2 separate regions of the Macaca mulatta genome follow, and region 1 is linked to region 2. The links are chromatin contacts, called in public Hi-C maps. All regions are on one chromosome and are shown on one strand. The core of a region is the stretch at or near the end of the contact, and the rest is flanking DNA. Distances in the headings are between cores, read along the strand shown.

Region 1 (5,325 bases), core at 1,835-4,334, 240 kb before region 2:
AATAAGACTAGAATTGAAGGAAGAGGATGAATCAGATTGATTAGCTACTTGACAAAAAAAGGCAAACCACTTTTCCTGTCAGAAATGTATGGCACATCTGCATATTTCAAGGGCTACCACTTACTAGAACTGGGAGGGAGATCTCAGAACCGACACCTCAACTATGGAAGCTTTAATCTATTGACAGCAAATGTAACAATAGCAAGTAATATAAGACAGAATGTGATCAGTGCAAAATCGAATAATAAAGTCTTGAGAGGGGGTTATTAGAATAATAGACGAGTGTTTAGATTGAGTAGTGAGCAATGAGATAAGTCCTTTGACTTGGGGGTACAGGGGAATTGTGACCAGGGGTATGGGATAGGGAGAAGGTCATTCTGGAAGGCAATAAAAGGCAGACTGGATGCTAGTGGTATAAAAAAAGGAAAACACTTGTTTATCAATGTCTATCAACGGGGAAGAATTACATATGACATATGCTATTGAGGAATACCTTTCAACCGTTAAAATGATAAATGATCAGTGACAAAAGGAGTGTCAGAACAATATATATTCCATTTTTGTTGAAAAATTTTGTGTATATAGATATAATTTGTGGGGTATTTGTACAGGAAAAGGATGCACTCCAGACTTAACAGTGATTACCCCATGTCGAAAATTGTGAAACTTTTACCCTACTTTGCAAGCTAACAATTTAACTTGCCACAGTTTTATGGATACTAACAGAAGACACTGGACTCCTGCGTCAGAGACATAAGACTTTATTACTTAATAACACAGGCAACATAAGCTTTATATTCCCTTGTTCCCAAAGCTTATGTTCCCAAAGCCCACAGAGTGGCCTAAGCTTGGCATTCCTCTGCTAGGATGGAACAGTGGGTTTGCAACCTAACAGAGGAATGCCAAGCTTAGGAAGCCCATCCTTTGCTTAGCCTTGCCCCAGAATGAGCCATTATCTTTATCCTGGTCAGGAAACAACTGTGCTCTAAAAGGAGATACAAATATCCTTGAAAAGCTAACCTGAAAGAAAAATCTACCATAAGACTAGGAGTAATTTGAGAGACCATTAAAGAATTATCCCCCAACATTCTAGGTAAATACCATTTGAGGGTAGAGATACCAGCTTTTAATAATTTGATATATCATGTTTCATTTATTTTTAAAAATACAAAAAATAAAAGGCAAACAGAGAAGTTTAAATTTTACTTAGAGATAAGGAACCACTCAGGGTTAGTGATTGGAAGAATGATAATGATATTTAAGGACCACGTCTTGGATAGTTAGGAAGACTATCTCAAGTCTGTTGCAGTCACATAGGTATGAATTAATTAGAACTGAGGATGGTGGTTACATTAATGGAGAAAAGTAACATTTCAAAGGAGAAATCTGGTGCTGATAATTTCTCCTTTATCTCCATATTTCATTGAGTAAGCTAAGGAAGCCTCTCAAACCTGGATAACTTAGAAATTGGTGATATTATCAACCATTCTAATGGATATGTGGTGGTAATTCATTGTGGTTTTAACTTTGCATTTCCCTGATGAATAATTATTACTTTTTAGTGTGCATACTGGCCATTCTTTTATCTTTTGTAAACAAAGTGTTCAAATATTTTGCCTATTTGTGTTGAATTATCTTATTCATTTAATTGTGAGAGTTCTTTATATATTCTGGATAGTTCTTTGTCAGATAGATGTATTACAAATATTTTCCAGTGTATAGCTTTTTCTTCACTTTCTTAATGGTGCTTTTTTTGAGAAGATTTAAATTCTGATGAGAATTTAAATTTAAAATTTTGAAGTCAAATTTATCAATTTTATCTGTTATAATCGGTGTCTGTGTGTCCAGTTTGAGAAAACTGCCTATAGCATGATGCTATTTTACTTCCTATGTGTACACAATTTTATACATAGTATGTGCAGTCATAGTTGTGTGCACATTGAATTTGTACAACTACCTATGTGCACAACTTCAGACTTAAAAATTATTTGTTTGTTTATTTAAGATGAGACAGGGTCTTGCTCCACTGATCAGGCTGGAGTGCAATGGCAGGATCTCAGCTCACTGCAGCCTCTGCCTCACAGGCTCATGTGATTCTCCTGCCCCAGCCTCTGGAGTAGCTGTGACTACAGGAGCCCACCACCATGCCCGGCTAATTTTTGTATTTTTTGCCAAGATGGGGTTTTGCCATGTTGGCCAGGCTGGTCTCAAACTCCTGAGCTCAGGTGATCCTCCCGCAGCTTCCCAAAGTGCTGGGATTACAGTCATGAGCCACCTTGCTCAGCCAAAAAAGTTATTTTTTAAACGTAAAAAAAGAAACAAAGTAGAGTTCTAATCTGTCACCAGTTACTTCCAGTTACCATCCCAGGTGGAAAGCAACAGCTGTGAAATAAAAAGCAAAAATAAGTGCTTTGAAGGAGTCCAGAAGCACTGTAGCTTCCTAGTGTTTACTATTATTTACTTGTTTTCATGTGATAATTAGATGACAAAACCCTTAAATCAAAACAACTTTGTCAGTACACAAAATTTGGGGAGTTAGTAATTGGGAAGGGATAGAAACGGTGGTGGTAGCTACCAGCAGGAGCAGATAAAGAGGGAAATTAAGGTGAAAATTGGAGGAGCCCTGAGAACTCAATAAATAGGTGGTTGGGAAAGGCGCTGAAGGAAATAAATACATGAGACCTAAACAACAAAAATTAACTCTTGCCACAACCTCCACCCCTGAAATCCTATTAGTCTCAAAAGTTAAAAAGCTGTAATGCAACAGGTCTGTTCATTACATAGGGCCAGGGCGGTGGCTCATGCCTGTAATCCCAGGACTTTGGGAGACTGAGGCAGGAGGATCACTTGAGCCCAGGAGTTCGAAACCAGCCTGGGCAACATACTGAGACCCCCCCACCCCCACCCCGTTTCTACAAGAAAAAATTTTTTAAAGCTGAGGTTGGTGCACACCTGTAGTCCCAGCTACTTGGGGGACTTAGGTGGGACGATTGCTTGAGCCCAGAAGGTTGAGGCTGCCGTGAGCTATGATCACACCAATACACTCTGCAATAGCGCCCCGTCTCAAAAAAAAAAAGACTAGCAAAAAAAGAATGAACATAGATTTGTTCCCCAAATTTTGTGGTATTAAAACTAGGGTTTACTCCCCAAGCTTACATCATAGGTTTAGCATTAAAACAGCTAAGCAGCAAAGCAGATGTTGTAAGCAATTGAAATTCATTAACATAGGAAAGAGTGGGAAATATGTAAAGATCCAAAAATAATATATATTTAATTACGATTTTTTGAATACTTAATAAAGTATGCGATTCCTAAGTGCCATGCCATAGGGATTTCACAAAACTATGAACTGTGATTAGCAGGAATTTCTCATGAAGTTTGTACTCTATGTGGGAGGATTGGATATATTTATGAATATATTTATGAACAGTAAAGTACAGGGTATGTAACGGGGCCAAACGCGAGTCCAGTTGGAATCCTAAGGAACCATGAAGTGCTCCCTCCTCCAACACTTTCCTAGCCTCCTTACACAGCTCTAGCCTCCCTACGTCGGATATCTACCCCCAGGGGGCCGTTACTATTGTCAGCGAACGCGCGGAGCTGCACGAGCACACAAGGCAGAGGGGACACCAAGGTCCGTTATTCCCCAGCACGTTCACTGCCCCAGCGACGGGGAAGCCTGAGGCACGCAGACGAACCCGAGGCACAGCACACAGCAGGTGAGGGGCGTGGTACTCCTGTACCCGCAGTCGGCAGACCATAGAGCTTTTAGACCTCCAGGACTCCTAGAGAGCTTCCGGAAGTGCCTTTGGGGCAAGATGCGTGCTGGACGGTGTTGTGCCTCCGCAGATTTGGAAGTTAGTGGCCGGAGGGCCCTGGTTGGAGTACAGTTTTCATCTCCTTTACTTCCCGACCTTTCTCCGGGTGTGTTTATCCGTTGCAGCGTACCTTCCCCCCGCCGGGGCGCCTCTGCAACTCACAGTGAGTACGGTCGGGCTCTGGGTCGGAGAAAAGTGGGTGCTTTGTGGCTGGTCCAGGCCGCAGCTGAGGACTGGCGTGAGGGGTCCGCAGAGGGGCCTGTGCGGTGGTCGTCGCCGCGGACCGATTCCGACGCCTTAGTTGCTGGTACAGGCAGAGTACGTCCCCACGCATTGCCCTCGAACTTTTTGCGAGGGAACCTTTTATGAAGCTTTCTTCATAGATAATCGTTTTGTGGTATGATTTTGTAGTCGATCGTGTTTATCTTAAAATGGGGAACTGACCCCCCCCATGTTATTTTTTATCCAATTATTTCCAGAGTCTGAATTGTTTTCAGATAGCGCTATTTTGCGTTTCGGTCACAACAAAATTCTCAGTTTTTAAAAAAAGACATATTTTGCTTTTGGAAGCCCCAGTTTTCCATGCATACCCATTTTTGCTGTTACTCTGCTTTCTTTAGTGTTTTCAGAAACTGGTGGTGTGTTGACTAGATAATTGTACGAAAGTTTGTTTTGTTTTGTTTTAATTTCAAGGTAATTCAGAATTCAGCGTTATCAGAATGCCTATTTCATTCGTTAAAGCAAACTGAAGTTAGCCAACGAGGAACTCTGGGAGGTCCCCATTTCCAAAACTCTGGTTAGTCATGAATAATTTTTGTCAGGCTACTTTGACTGCCACCACCACCTTTAAAAACATATTTCTGGTGTTTGTTAGTTCCGTTGAGTATATTTACGAACAGTCATTGTTTTAGCAAATACATACATGTTTTGAATTTCTGTTGTGGTTAAATGTAAAATGTGATGTTAATTAAAACTTTCAGCTAATGCAATTTGAGATAACAAAGCATAGTATTCGCTTCACCTACTTTTTCTTGGATTTTAAATCCTGGAAAATGTCTTTTTTGTTTTGTTTTCAGTTCCCAAACATTTCTCAAATTAGACTTAGTCTGAAGGAAGAATACATTCCTTCTACAACTATTGAAAAAATAATGCTGTTAAAATTGAGTTGTGCCTTCAGTATCTCACAGGATTACAGCATTTAAAATTCAGAGGAAGCTTTAAAGATGGCATATTAAACTCATGTAAACTTGACTAGGTGTTATTTAAGGAGACTGTAAAAATCAGTCTGTATCCACACAGTGCTCACCAACTTAATACAGACATGTACGCACAAAACTGAGAGGAAAGTACATAGTAGAGTAATTTTGCACTCAGTTATTTATAGGTTGTAATTCTCAAAAACTAGCTGATTAGAGAGGGAAGAGACTTAAAAATATGGAAAATTAGCCACTAAATAGAATAATCAAGATGGGCAATGGGCAAGAGCTGTTGGCCGATTTGGTATAAA
Region 2 (5,492 bases), core at 2,816-5,315:
ACCCCTGCGAGAAGCCGTGGGGGAGGGAGGGGCGCTCTGCGTCTGAACGAAGTGGTGCTCGGCGTTCTTTCGTAGAGCCCAATATGAGTGTCCCTTGTTTAGCGCCGTTACCGAGTGTCTGGGTCGGTTCTTGAGGGTATCTGGAGACGGGATGCATGGGTCACATAGACAAGCCTCGAAAATGGGAGCCGTTACATTTTTGCACTGCCTGGTAACAAGGTCAGTTTCAAGGTCTTTAAATTATTCTGTGGTACTGGCCAAGAGCCAGAACGTTGGAGTCAGATTACCTGATTCGAATCCTGCCTCTGCCACTTACTGGCTGTGTGACTTTTCACTAGTTCCTAACCTCTCTCTGCCTCATTTTACTATTTTGCAAAATGGGGATAATATTCCTTAACTCACTGGGTTGTGAGGATTGAATGCATTAATATGTGTAAGGTGCAGAGTAAGCATGATTTAAAGATTTGCTTTTATTAGTAGTACCATTATTATTTATAACTATGATGACACATTATCTTTAATTACTGGTTTTTGTACGGTTGCTTTCAATTTTAGTGTCATTCATCAATTCACTTTGTAATGGATTATTTCTATATTTTAGGAGGGAAAAATAAGATACTCTGAAAAAGAGCCTATCCCAAAGCAAAGACCAAAACTGGTTTGTGTTGTACGTTGTGATACTCAAACTCCCAAAGGCTTTAAGATTCGGGGGTACCTTTTCCTTGGCTGGAGAGTAGGAGGAACAATAGAAGTTTTTAATAGTGAAAAAGGACGAGGACCCCTGGTTTTAGCAAAAATCTGATGTCCTGCTTAGTGCTGGAGATGCACCAGTTTTTGAGCTTCCAGGAACGCCCTAGCCTGAAACTGGCTTCCTACTAACACCCTTCATTTCAACCCAACTTCCACAGGGTTAACTCTCTTTTCTAGACTTGTAACTCTTTTCTGTTAATGAGAAACTTTCCTTTCCTTATCGTCAGTATATTTACTGATTTGATAAATAATTTGTGTTTGCAACCAATTTCCCAATCTTGTGCCTTCCCACTGTGATCAATTTGGCTCAGATCCAAGTAGGGTCCAGGTAGTGAAACCTAAATGCAGTTTGTGGAATAAATGATATAAATGTATCAGTGTTGTTTTCCTGCCATAGACTTCCTCCCTTTCCCACCGTGGACACCCTCCTCATTCCACTTGGGCTCCAGATTCACTCTGGGTTGGGCTGTGGCTCTCTCTTGCCTTCTTTGACCCTACCTTAATGCTTTTTGACTGTATTATTCAGGAAGGAAGGAAGTTAGGACTTTGTTCAATTTTCTAAAATTTTGGAGAGAAATTTAAACACATTTAATTGTAGAGAGAATGTTACAGTGAACACCAATATAACCATGACTCGGCTTCAGCCATCATCTTCTGGTCATTTTCATTCTTCTTTTCCCTCCTTTCCCCTCTCTTTCCTTCCCTTCTCCTCCTCCTTCCCTTCTGTCTTCCTCCTTCCCTTTTACCTGTTCCCTCTTTCCCTCTCTCCTTTTTTTCCCTCTCCCTCCTTTGTCTTCCTTTCCCTCCCTCCCTCTCCCCCTCTTTCTTTATTTCTTTTTTTTTCCTCATTACATCCCTCCTCTCTTTCATTTTATAACAAATTGCAGATGGAAACATTTTAATTCACTCACAAGTACAAGTACTTCAGTGTCAATTTCTTATATATAAGGACTTTTATCTTGATATAATCATAGTATCATCACACGCAACAAAATTGACAGTAATTCCATGATATCATTATCTTGATTTTCAAATAATTGTCTCAAATATTTTTACAGTTTTTTTTTTTTTTTTTTTTTACAGTCTTTTTACAGTTGTTTTCAGTGGGGTCCAAATATGGTTCACCATTTGCATTTATTTGATAAGTCTGTTCAGTCTCCTAATCTATGACTGTTCCCATTCCCTCCCACTCCTTTTGGTAAAAATACCATTTATTTGTTGAGGAACTTGAACCTTCTGTTTTATAAAATGCCTCACATTCTGGATTTGGTCGATTGCTTCTTTTTAGTATCTTTAACTTATTAGATCTCAAACTCAGCTGCACATTAGAATCACCTAGAAAGTTTTAAAAGTTATTAATGCTGAGTCCCACCCCCAGAGAGTGATTTAATTGATTTTTTTTTTTCATTGCTATCTCCACCTCCCAGGCTCAAGTGATTCTCATGCCCACAGCCTCCCAAGTAGCTGGGATTACAGGTGTGTACCACCACGCCCAGCTAATTTTTGTATTTTCAGTAGAGACAGGGTTTCGTCATATTGGCCAGACTGTTCTTGAACTCCTGACTCCAGGCAATCTGCCTCAGCCTCCCAAAGTGCTGGGATTACAGGTGTGAGCCACTGCACCCAGCCTGATTGATCTTGATTGTACCCAAGGCATTAGGAGTTTTAAAAGTTCCCTAGTGATTCTAATATGTAACAAAGTTTGAAAGCCTTTAATATAATTTTTTCCTATATTTTGCCTGTACACTGGTATTTGGATCTAAAGACTAGATTAGATTTAGGGTCACTTATTTTGGTATTATTAGCTCATGTAGCAGTGCCCCAGATCTCTTGTGGCAACTTATTAGGAGGAAGTGTTTTCTGGTACTTTTCATTTGTAACAATCAATGGGTTCTCTCAGTTTCCTAATTTCCTTCTATTCCCTACCATCCTTTGAACTATAGAGAGTTGGCCTGAGGAATAGAGGTTCAGGATACAGATCTGGAATTGTTTTTCCCTTTGTAACCTCTACCAGCCTTACTTTTTTTTTTTGAGACGGTCTTGCTCTGTTGCCAGGCTGGAGTGCAATGGCACGATCTCGGCTCACTGCAACCTCTGCCTCCCAGGTTCAAGTGATTCTGCTGCCTCAGCCTCCCAAGTAGCTGGGACTACAGGCGCCTGCCACCACGCATGCCCAGCTAATTTTTGTATTTTTAGTGGAGACGGGGTTTCACCATGTTGGCCAGGATGGTCTCGATCTCTTGACCTTGTGATGCACCCACCTCGGCCTCGCAAAGTGTTGGGATTACAGGCGTGAGCCACTGCGCCCGGCCCAGCCTTACATTTTCTAGCCTCTCCATTCCACTGAGTAAAGACAGACTTACTGACATCTGAGTCCAGTCAAATAATTTTGCAGTCACTCACTTCTAGTTTAAAGTCTAGTCCCAGCTGGTTCACAGGAATCTCAGGTTTCCCTTCCCTCTTAGATCAGGCCCAGGTCTCATGGCTTCTGGGATAGGCTGTCTTTCAGAATATCTTACTTTTCCCTCCTAAAATATAGAAATCATCCATTACAAAGTAATGACTCTGAGGAAACCTGGTGGCTGGTGCTATTGTTTCTAGAGAATACCATACTGAGGAAGGAGTAGATTAGGAGGCAAGAAAATCAGTTTAATTTGGGGCATATTGAATTGGATTTGTTTGCAAGATTTCTGTATAGGACTATCTGGGAGGCAACTCAGGATAGGGATCAGGAGTCTACAGCCTAGAAATAGAAGTTAAAACCTTGCAAGTGATTAAACATAGTTCTGGGGAAGACTGTGGATAGAGAAAAGAAAAGGTCAAGAACAGAACCACCAGGCCTACTCTTATTTTAAAAAAAGAAAGATCAGTGAATTATACTGTTAGCCAATATGTATATGGTACTTACCACTGTCATGCCAAGTGTCAGGTTCCAGCCCATACTGAGGTCCGAGGGGAGTTGTTGGATAGGTGGCAGATAGTTGAAAAAACAGTTGGGGCTGTAGACAGGTAAAATATGATTTTAGTCAGCAGCAGCTGCTGCAGCTCTCACACTGTCTGCCTCTGTCTCGGGTGCCTCCTTTACCACAGCCCTTCTCAGCAACTGGCTCTGTGGCTTCTGCCGCTCCCACACTTACAGCTATACTCCTTGGCACACTTGTTAATTCCTGGCTCCCCTCTGTCGGTCTGCAAGACGGCCAGTTCTCTCTTCCAAGGTCAGCAGTTTTTCCCTCTCTCTCTGGGCATGAGTCCTATGTACAGTGTCAGCAGGGCAGTTATACCATTTACACACAATAGTGGCTGTGAGCCAAGTATGAGCTTACACAAACAGGTTATATAACAAGTGGAGTGGTGCGCCTGCGTTGGAGACTCGCTGAGTCACACTGGCCTGCATATCTGCCTCAGCCTGTTCTTGACCAAAGCACATCCATTTTTACCTTACACTCCACCCCCTTGGCCGAGGGAAACATAAGTTTTTAGGTACACAGGCCCAATATATAGGTTTGGCACGCAAGCCTGACATATACACTTTCAGCACCCAGGGCTGATACATACACACAGGCTTGACACGTAAGTCTGACACATAGGCTCTGGGCACACAGGCCCAGTGTATACATAGAGGATTGACACATAAGCTGTAGGCACTCGGGCCACAGTAGTAATACAGGGAGCAATAATTTCAGGTTATAGTAGGCAACCACCCCATGGTGATGTTACCCCGATGTTGCTTTATATATTAAGCCAGGTTTTTTGCTTACCTACCTTTAGGGGCATTGGGGCAGGCAACAACAGGTTACCGTTTGTCCCCATACCTGGTTAGAGGAAGTCATCCTTTCTCCTATAGGTCTGGCCACATGGCCTGGCCCTACATAGGTCAGTGACTAACCACTTCTGTAACTTCTAGGTAGTTAGCCACAAGGTTAAGCCTTGATAAACTGCCCAGCTATTGGTGCAGATTACCATAGGTGTCACCTTCTTGGTGATCATCATTTACATTGCCCTGAGTTTAGCTTATTAGCTACTTTGTCCACACCTGGTATCAAACCGTAGGGTGTCAGTACTAGGCTGGGCTTCAACAGCAGTCCAGGCAGCAGTAGCACCCTGGCTAGACCTATCTGTGTACCACGCCCTATTGGGAATGCAGGGATGCCCTTCCTTAAAAGATGAAGGCTCAGGGTCTAGGGGTGCCTCAGGTCCCATAGCCTTATCTTGCATTAGGATAGTAGGTACTAAGACTTCTTGTAATTGTGCTGCTAAGGGACTTGACTTAGCATACTTTGCTGTTCCGTGTAGGCTTAGGCACCCCACTTTGCAAAAGTGGATGTCTGTGCCATCCCAGTGTGCGGGTTGTTACCTATGAGCATACCTACCCTACTGTTGGGTAAGTCATGCGCACAACGACTGTAGCCCATCCTGCCAGGCTGTCATGAGTCTAAAGGGCAGCATATGCAGTTACTAACTCCTCTGTCGAGGAATACCGGAGCTCAGCTCCTTTTCAAAGTTGGGACGAAAAATCTACTGGCATTCTAAAGAGCTCTGTGCAATGCCGTAAGCCCCAGTCAAAAATATCTGTGGTCACATGCACATCAAGTTTAAATGGGTGCCCCTGATCAGCTACCCATAGGGCTTGTGCCTGCTGAATAGCCTGTTTGGCTGCCAGGAAGGTGGTTTCAGCCGCATCATCCCAATTCCAGGCAAGAGGCTGCATTGCTGCTTCTAAATCTGCAAGAGAATCAGAGGTT

What was found. Hi-C and Micro-C count contacts between places; a contact is called where the count stands out from the background.
Region 1: a contact with region 2 is called in a Hi-C map of fetal cortex germinal zone, with 4 times the contacts expected there. The contact joins the promoter of LOC702796 here to the promoter of ZSCAN31 in region 2. A contact is called at or near these places in 3 of 14 Hi-C or Micro-C datasets (fetal cortex germinal zone, fetal cortical plate and liver).

Annotation. Positions count from the first base shown.
Region 1 is chr4:155,232,753-155,238,077 of T2T-MMU8v2.0, reverse strand. LOC702796 reads right to left here and starts at 3,084. Exons shown (of 2, transcript XM_078000794.1): 1 at 1-3,084. ZKSCAN8 (zinc finger with KRAB and SCAN domains 8) reads left to right here and starts at 3,835. Exons shown (of 6, transcript XM_015135783.3): 1 at 3,835-3,981.
Region 2 is chr4:154,989,637-154,995,128 of T2T-MMU8v2.0, reverse strand. It overlaps ZSCAN31 (zinc finger and SCAN domain containing 31), which reads right to left and starts at 4,065. Exons shown (of 6, transcript XM_078000749.1): 1 at 3,659-4,065. The region is part of intron 1 of ZKSCAN3 (zinc finger with KRAB and SCAN domains 3); the gene reads left to right.